Linked DNA regions of Zea mays: region 2 is linked to region 1. A link is a contact called in public Hi-C data. All regions are on one chromosome and are shown on one strand. The core of a region is the stretch at or near the end of the contact, and the rest is flanking DNA. Distances in the headings are between cores, read along the strand shown.

Region 1 (3,982 bases), core at 636-3,135:
GAAACAGTACGCGAAGTAAATATATTTACATAGAAGGTATTTTCTGGGAATTGTAATCTCTCCTAAGTGGGGGCGATTTTGTCCCATCAAACGTGATGTAAACAAAAGGTTTCAACTTTGAAGAAATAATATGAAAAGACCACATCACTTTATTAGTTGTGAGCAAAGTACTGTTTTTTTATCGAACTACAACCACAGTCGCTTAAATAAAGTTAGTGTGTCCCAACGAAGCAAATGTTTTGCACAAACAATTACAGGTTGGTCATTGACATCTGTTTTCAGAAAACTCCTGTATCAAGTTTTCCCCAGTAGCAAAAACCTGGGCCAGATTAAAAACTCGGCCGGGGAGGGAAAGACCGCCCTCCCGGTATTATATTAAAGAAGAGACCGAAACAATGGTCCCGGCCAAGAAAATCCCCGAACCCTGGCCCCCCATCACTAACGGACCGGCGTCAACTGTCCACTCTGCAACGGCCCAACCGGAGAGTGGCGCACAGGACATTGTAACCCAAGAGCAGATGGGGCACAACGAGGGGATTTTTTTAACCAAGCCTGAAAATTCGCTCCCGAGGGGAATCGAACCCAGGACTTGGAGGTGCTACTTGGAAGTCCTTAACCACTAGGCTAGAGGCCCTTTCGCCCTGGGCCAGATTAGAGGCCCCATCATCTATTTGTTCAACCTACACGACAATATTTTCTTTTTACTAAGTAAGTACTTACACGAAAAGATATTTTTTGTTGCAAAATAAATAAGTACAACACATCAAGTCAAAACGTTACATTCACCACAGGTCCACATCCACTGAATCTATCTAAAAAACTTTGCAAATTCCTAAACACAAATTTCATACTATGTATCTGCTTCCATGTATATAAATAGACCTATATATTACTTATATAAATATACAATGTCATTTTTGCTTACTGTTTACATATCCAATTGATTGTTCAAATAAACAATTGTCAGAACGCTCGCGCAAAGTAATAAGAAGGGGTCGTCAGAATCACATTCAGTTAGCCAAGGGCTGAGATCCCAGACTGAGTGGATACTGTAAGAGGAGGGCTAAAAATCAATCAATTAAGTAGTGGTTAGGGTTTAGGGTTTGTTTGTACCTTGAATACCCGGCGAAGCAGAACATGGGCGGTCATGCCCTTGAGCATCACAGAAGCTGCTTGCTTATGATCAACGGAAGGTGGAACAGGAACAGCGACAGCCGCTGGAAGGATCTGCTCCTGAGCATAGGAGCCCATGGGGTTGCCGGCATATGCAACAACATCGCCCACCTTCCTGCCAGTGAGGCCAGGCCCAACAGCGGTGACGACGCCAACGGCTTCCATTCCTGCGGGACCGGAATTGCGACGAGATCATCATCATCATCATCATCATCAGATGTAGAAGATGTGTTCTCCCCTCCCTGGCTAGAGCTAGGGTAATACCTGGGGTGAAGGGCATGGTGGGCGCGGCGTAGACCCCCTTCCGAAAGTAGATGTCGATGAAGTTGACGCCGACGGCGGTGGTCCTGATGCGGATCTCCCCTTCACCGGGCTCCCCGACCTCCACCTCCTCCCACCGCAGCACCTCGGGGCCGCCCAGCTCGTGGACCCTGATGGCCTTGGACTTGACCATGGTGGCGACAGAGGTGGAGTCGCGGCGGTGGCAGCGGAGCCGGCTAAACCGGGTGGGAGGATTTGGGAGGAGTTGCAGTGGCTGTCCAGGAAAAAGGAAAAACGATGGCAGCAGGAGCGAGGAGAATGCCGACATCTGTTATCAATAGTGATTCCTCTTTCTTCTAACTACTATATACTAGTACTAATCGTTTAAGAGCTTGGGAATGCAATCGGACTGTTTTGTCCACGCAGAATCAAACATTCTGAGTTAAATGCATGAATTCTGAGTTACATTGTTTCTAGGTCCTTAAGTTTGTTATCCATAACAATGCACCATTTTTACAAGCTTAGAAATAAGAGCCTAAAAATGTATTGACCTTTTAAGTGAACTTCGAAGGCCACCGATACATTTAACGCTTCCATGAGGAGCTAGCAGCTGTTTTAATACTGTTAGAACTGTCCTAATTACTCCATTGCGTTTTTAAGTCCAAAACCATTCCAGTGCAGGCATTTACATCAAGCTTACTGGACAACAGCAGAACGACACACTTTTCTTTTCTTTTCCTCCTATCGATCGACTTCCTCTACAAGCTTAGCTTATACAGCATAACCCCATTATCAAATCAAAACTCTCAACGCGATACATTCCGTGTCACGGCCACCACTGCATACAGCACAACAGCGGCTGAGAGCAGTTTCTTCGAAGCAAACACTCTCAGACTGATCTTCACCCTGTGCGACCTCATCAACTTCAGTACCGCTTGCCCCACTAGCACCATGAATGAACATACAGCACCGAGAGCCATTCTCGCAGCATCCCTTGGCCCGCCCACCGTCGTGTTCCCATCAAACTGAATGTAGGTGGCGCCAGCAGGACTACCTTCAGCATCAGCACACTCAAGCCCCAGGGCGTCATTCAACCAGTCAGAGAGCCGGATCAGAATCCTTGCAAGCCAGGCTACTTCAGCCTCTGAGATTGGCCTTTTCATCCACTCACCTTTGTATTTAACATCAGCCCAAGAACCCTTCCTCAAGCTGGGATGCTTAGGTGTGAATACCTCCCCACGCACCTGATGCTGTTGATTATGTGATTCCTCCAACGACGTATTCCCGTTAATTCTTTCAATGTGCCCTTGGAAGGCTGTTTTCATCTGTGACTTGATAGAATCCAGCGTCTGGAGTGCTTGTTGCGTCTCACCTGGAAGGCGCAGTATCTCTGACTCTGCTCGGACCAAAAGTAGCTTCACAAAAAACAAAGTTGCACATCAGTACTCAGCTCACAAAACAACACACACACACACAAGAAGCATCCAAGATTCAGTCATCATACATATATAAACACGAAAACAAGGCAACTTTCCACATTGACATGCATAAGTGATGATAAATAGATATCAGATGGTGCTACCCTATAGCCATTAGCCAAGTGATTTATGCAACAATACATTAGCTTAGAAAATCAACCATTACAAGGTAAAGCGTGATGGTCCATGGATTGTTTCATTCAGAAAGCATATGTATACCGTTCTCACTCAGCACTCTGAAACGGTTCACTCACCACTTCCTAATATATGTTTTACCTAAACCAAAATTTCAGCCTTACTAATTGTGTATTAACCCAGGCCTAAAAAACTGCAATCAGCTAAACCAAAGATTGGAAGCAAGCCTGTGAAACAGATGAGAGATGCCAACTACTCCCTCCATTCTGTTTTGGTGGGCATACGTTTCCTTGACTTAGAGACCAAGGAGGTTCCAAAGTGACAATTTCCCTTGCTTAGCCTTAATCATGCATGCTACTACTAGCTTTTACTTTGTCGCTTTGGTCCTTGCATGCAGCCGCATGAATATACATGCATGCCCAAGTAAAACGCTTCCAAAGATTAAATGGATGGCATGCCCATGCAGAGCAACGAGGGGTATAGTGGTCCGTTAGTGCTTTTGATAAATTTGTATACCTACTAAATCTGAACAGACGGCCAAATTTGCAAACCCTCTAAAACAAAAAAGGAGGGAGTGAATACATACCTGAAGAAGATTATAAGCCCCATTCTCATCGTAACTGAAAAGCCTAAGATCAGAGTTCCAATGCTCATGCAACAATGACCCATCTGCATCACTTTCTGACAAACCATCCTCCCAGTCCTGATAAAAATGTGCATGTCATGCAAACAATTAGGCTTGCACTGTTTTTCAACATTTTTGCACCATTTAAATGACCAAGTAATAATGCATGCCCTAGTCCCTACCTTTAGCTGTTCACGGATTGATGGCACATACTTCAACACATGATCAGATGCTGGGGATGATGCCACTAGCCTAGAGTGGCAAGCAGCGTCCACTTTATGGAGAAGACCTAATAGCTCCGGGGAAGAGC
Region 2 (3,982 bases), core at 819-3,318, 260 kb after region 1:
TATACCATGGTATTGGGTAAACATTTATATAAGTTGTATATCGTGGTTATTATTTTAAATATTTTTTGTTAATATTGGTATGCGAGCCGTTGAGGAAAAATTCCAGGCGCGCGCTAACGCCAACGATTCCGCCGAGATCTACCACACTTGTGGCCATGCCACCAGCAGCGCCTCCCTCTTCTGTAGCAGCAGCGCCGCACCATCAGCACCGCGTGGCATGGGGGCGTGGACCAGCATTGGGTGGTGTCGCGCGCGCGGAGGGGCGTTAGCGAGGTCACCGTTTTGCCAATCTATCTATGCTAAGACATTCCTTTCTTTCTCTAAAAATGGTATCTACAATATAACTATTTATTTTAAAGTGTACAGTTTGATTTCTACAATATAACTATTTATTTTAAAGTGTATAGTTTGATTTATTGGAGAAAGTATTGCACACTCATTTAAGTATTCAATGCTTGAAAACAGAACCCAAATCATCATGATCAGGCAACAGAAAAAGATTCTGAGTGATTTTATCCAATATTTAACTGTTTTAGTATCTTTGGTCTTGGGTTCTGTTTTCTCATCACCAGTATGAAGTGGCCATTTATTAAGCACGGAAAGCTCTTTTTTACTAACATAGTCTAACCCAGATAAAGAGAGCTTCATATTTTAAGATTTATGTAAAACAGTAACTGAATGCCATAGAGGAGAGGTAGCAGTGGCAGCATCTATAATTTGTGATTCACTACCACCTTCAATAACTGGAAGAATTTGCTTGTTTTAGTAGTTTTTTCAGACATATGGTCTGATCGAAGACGATCACATGAATCAAGGAGGCCACAAAAGTGTATCGACAAAAAAATGTAGTACCTATGCTATTTAGAAGAATACAGATAATTTCTGCACATGTTATGAAAATCGTAACCTATGCCTCCAAAACATCAAATGTAAACTGGAAGATAAACAGAACTACAGTAATTTGACAGCACACATTAACCCGTGTCCTACCTCTTCTACTAAGGACACACACACACATATGGAAAAGCAAAAAAAAAGCAGAAAAGCAAAGCGATGATAGGCAACAATCACAAAATCCATAGGATTACTATATAATACAATACAGAATAGAAATGGGAAATGGGAGCACCGGTACCCGCAGTGGCATCAAGCTGCGCCGTTTCGCTGGGCACGACGGGGTGTACTTTGGGGAGCTTACGGTGGCCGCGCTTGACGGAGGTAGAGCCGTCGCCGGCGAGGGTGGGGATCGGAGACGTGTCGCACTCGGTTTTGGCCTTCATGGGCAGACGGTCGCAAGCCTTAGCATCTGTGCATCGACCTGCTTCATGGCGGCTTCCAGCGGGGGAGGGGGAGGACGGGGGAGGAGCTCAAGCTCCTGGAAGCTTCGCGTAATGGAGAGAGTGGGAGGGCTGCGTCGGCGGCACAAGGGATTGGGGAAGCTTCACGACGGACGAGGAGTGGGAGGGCTGCGTCGGCGGCACAAGGGATTGAGGAAGCTTCACGACGGACGAGGCGCCAGTGTTGCAGGCTGCCACCGCGACCGCTAGCCGCTATCCGGGACGTTGGGGGTGGGAGCACCTAGAAGGTTCCTGGGATTGGAGAGGCTGCGCGGGGCCGTCGAGATGTGATCGAATGGCTGCAAAATTGAAGGACGACGTGGACTTCTAGGGAGCGAGTTTTGCATCCGTCTTTTATATATAGAAATAAGTTATCGAGATATTATATGTTCTAGATGCAATGCACGTACACTGACCTATCTTATATAATACATTAGGTGAGTGCCCGTGCATCACATGCCCGAGTTTCTCTTCGATGTTATCTCAGACAGCTCGTATATGTCATCCTTTATCTCATAACTATATAACATATATGTGCATATATAAGTTATCGAGATATTATATGTCTCCGTTGCAACGCACAAGTACCGAACTAGTTTATACACACCCTCAACTGATTTGATGACCGCAAATTAGGAGGGATCCATAAAAAGGAATCCGTTGTTATTAAAATTTGATGAATAGCAAAACCAGTAATAAAATGTAGCGACTACCGGCCCTCACTTTGCACACTTCCAATCTCTTCCCATCTGCCGCGAGTTGCTACGCTCTCACAAGAACTCGCTCGACCCCCAAACCCCTCTTGCCCTAGCGCTCCCCGCCCCTGCCCCTCGCCGCCGGCGAGATGATCCCCGTCAGTGCCGATGTCGCTGCGGAGCTGCGCCTCCTGTTTGAATGCGCTACGGACTCCAACTTCGACTCCATTCGGCGCGAGATCTGCCAGGTACCCATCTGTACTGCTGGACCCTCCCGCTTCCTGCCAGCGTTACGCCCCCCTCCCTCTCTTCGATTCTTAGCTTCCCAGTCTGGATCCGCGGGTTCTAGTGCGTTCTCGCCAATGCTGCGTCGCCTGCATTCTTGTGAGCGCGTTCAATTCCTCCCTAGCTTAGGATATGGTAGCGTTTAACGGTACGATTGTCGATTCTGAGTTTAGATTTGTTAGAGTTGCAGGCCACAAGTTCAGCGCTAGCGACCTAGGTTAACACAAGTGGGTTTTTGGGACTTATGGCCGCGCTTAAACTCTGTATGAATAGTTAAGGCTCATTCGCTTCACTAGCTGATCTATTTCATTTCCTCAATCACAGAGCTCGTGGTGACTTTTTCATTGGCAGTTTTAGTTCAAATTCTCGTTGAACCACCTAGTGGGTTTTTGGACTTATGACCGCGCTTAAACTCTGTATGAATAGCTAAAACTCATTCCATTCACTAGCTGATCTATTTCATTTCCTCAATCACAGAGCTCGTGGTGACTTTTCATTGGCAGTTTTAGTTCAAATTCTCGTTGAACCACCTACTGTAGTTTCGCAAAATAGAGCAGTTTACCTACTTGCTTGATAAAATGAGTTTCTTCTTTGGCTTCGATCATATCTTAGTTCTAATTACTGAATACTGAGTCTGCTCGATGTTTTCTAATTCCAATTATTTTCCCCACCTTTTCAGTTAGTTGACAGTGGCCTGGATGGATGCATTTTGGTGCTCCGAGTATGTCTGAATCAAGTGTTGCTGAATGCTGGGGAGGTCAAGAACCTCCAGTTGCAGTTGCAACAAAGGCTTTTATCTGATGTTTTCAGATATTGTTTGCGCAAGACATGCTTCACAACCAGTTTTTGTGAGGTGCTGACAACAATAGCCTTGACGGATGATTTTCTTGAAAGTCTGTCAAATCTGCTGGAACTCTCAGTTGCCGAGAAAATTGGTGTTGGGCTTGCGCTCTCAGATTCTGAGAACTCAGAGATAAAGCAGAAAGGTAGACATTTCTCTGTGAGTCTAGTGATATCATATCCGCTTCTCTTATTTTCAGATGATCATTGACATTGCCTCTTGTTCCAGGGCAATGGTTTTCAATTGCTCAAATTGAAGAGCTGTGCATGAATCCTATCCAATCTGTATCAAATGATCAAATTCATGAAATTGTCGTGTTTCTGCATCAGTATGATGGCCTGTTGAAGCATCTGGACACTTTAAATAATGTTGTATCTCTACTAAAAGTCACAGAGAGGCCGTTTTTTGCACCTGTCACTAATGGAGATTTTGATAGACAACCAAATCTTTCAAGGTATTCAGTTTCTGACTAATCAAATTCTGAATATGTGTACTTCTTCATTCCTATTTATTCACAAATGCTCCCCCTCTTTTTTTGTGCCATGTAGACATTTGGATATGTACTTGGGTAGCACAAATGATGATTTTGAGTCACTTCTGTCTGAAATCGGGAAAGAAATAAGCATGGCTGACATTGTAGCTGAGTTGGGTTATGGATGTACTGTTGACAACACTCGCTGTAAGGAAATACTTTCCATTGTTGAGCCTCTTGATGATGTCGCCATATCTAAGTTGCTTGGGGCTGTTGTTGGCACTCATAGTGGTCTTGGAGATGCCCATAACAGATATGCAACATTTGTATCTGCTATTCTTAATAGCCACAC

What was found. A called contact is a pair of places that touch in the nucleus more often than the background predicts.
Region 2: a Hi-C map of leaf shows a contact between it and region 1, with 6 times the contacts expected there. The contact joins the promoter of LOC100383837 here to the promoter of LOC103630457 in region 1. A contact is called at or near these places in 6 of 25 Hi-C or Micro-C datasets (ear, endosperm, leaf and 1 more).

Annotation. Positions count from the first base shown.
Region 1 is chr1:1,220,408-1,224,389 of Zm-B73-REFERENCE-NAM-5.0, forward strand. LOC103630457 (quinone oxidoreductase) reads right to left here and starts at 1,886. Exons shown (of 4, transcript XM_008651512.2): 1 at 1,438-1,886; 2 at 1,114-1,340. The coding sequence starts at 1,762. LOC100279889 reads right to left here. Exons shown (of 4, transcript NM_001152841.1): 2 at 3,855-3,982; 3 at 3,634-3,750; 4 at 1,848-2,849. The coding sequence ends at 2,241.
Region 2 is chr1:1,481,161-1,485,142 of Zm-B73-REFERENCE-NAM-5.0, forward strand. It overlaps LOC100383837, which reads left to right and starts at 2,069. Exons shown (of 51, transcript NM_001362461.1): 1 at 2,069-2,280; 2 at 2,997-3,303; 3 at 3,387-3,612; 4 at 3,707-3,982. The coding sequence starts at 2,182.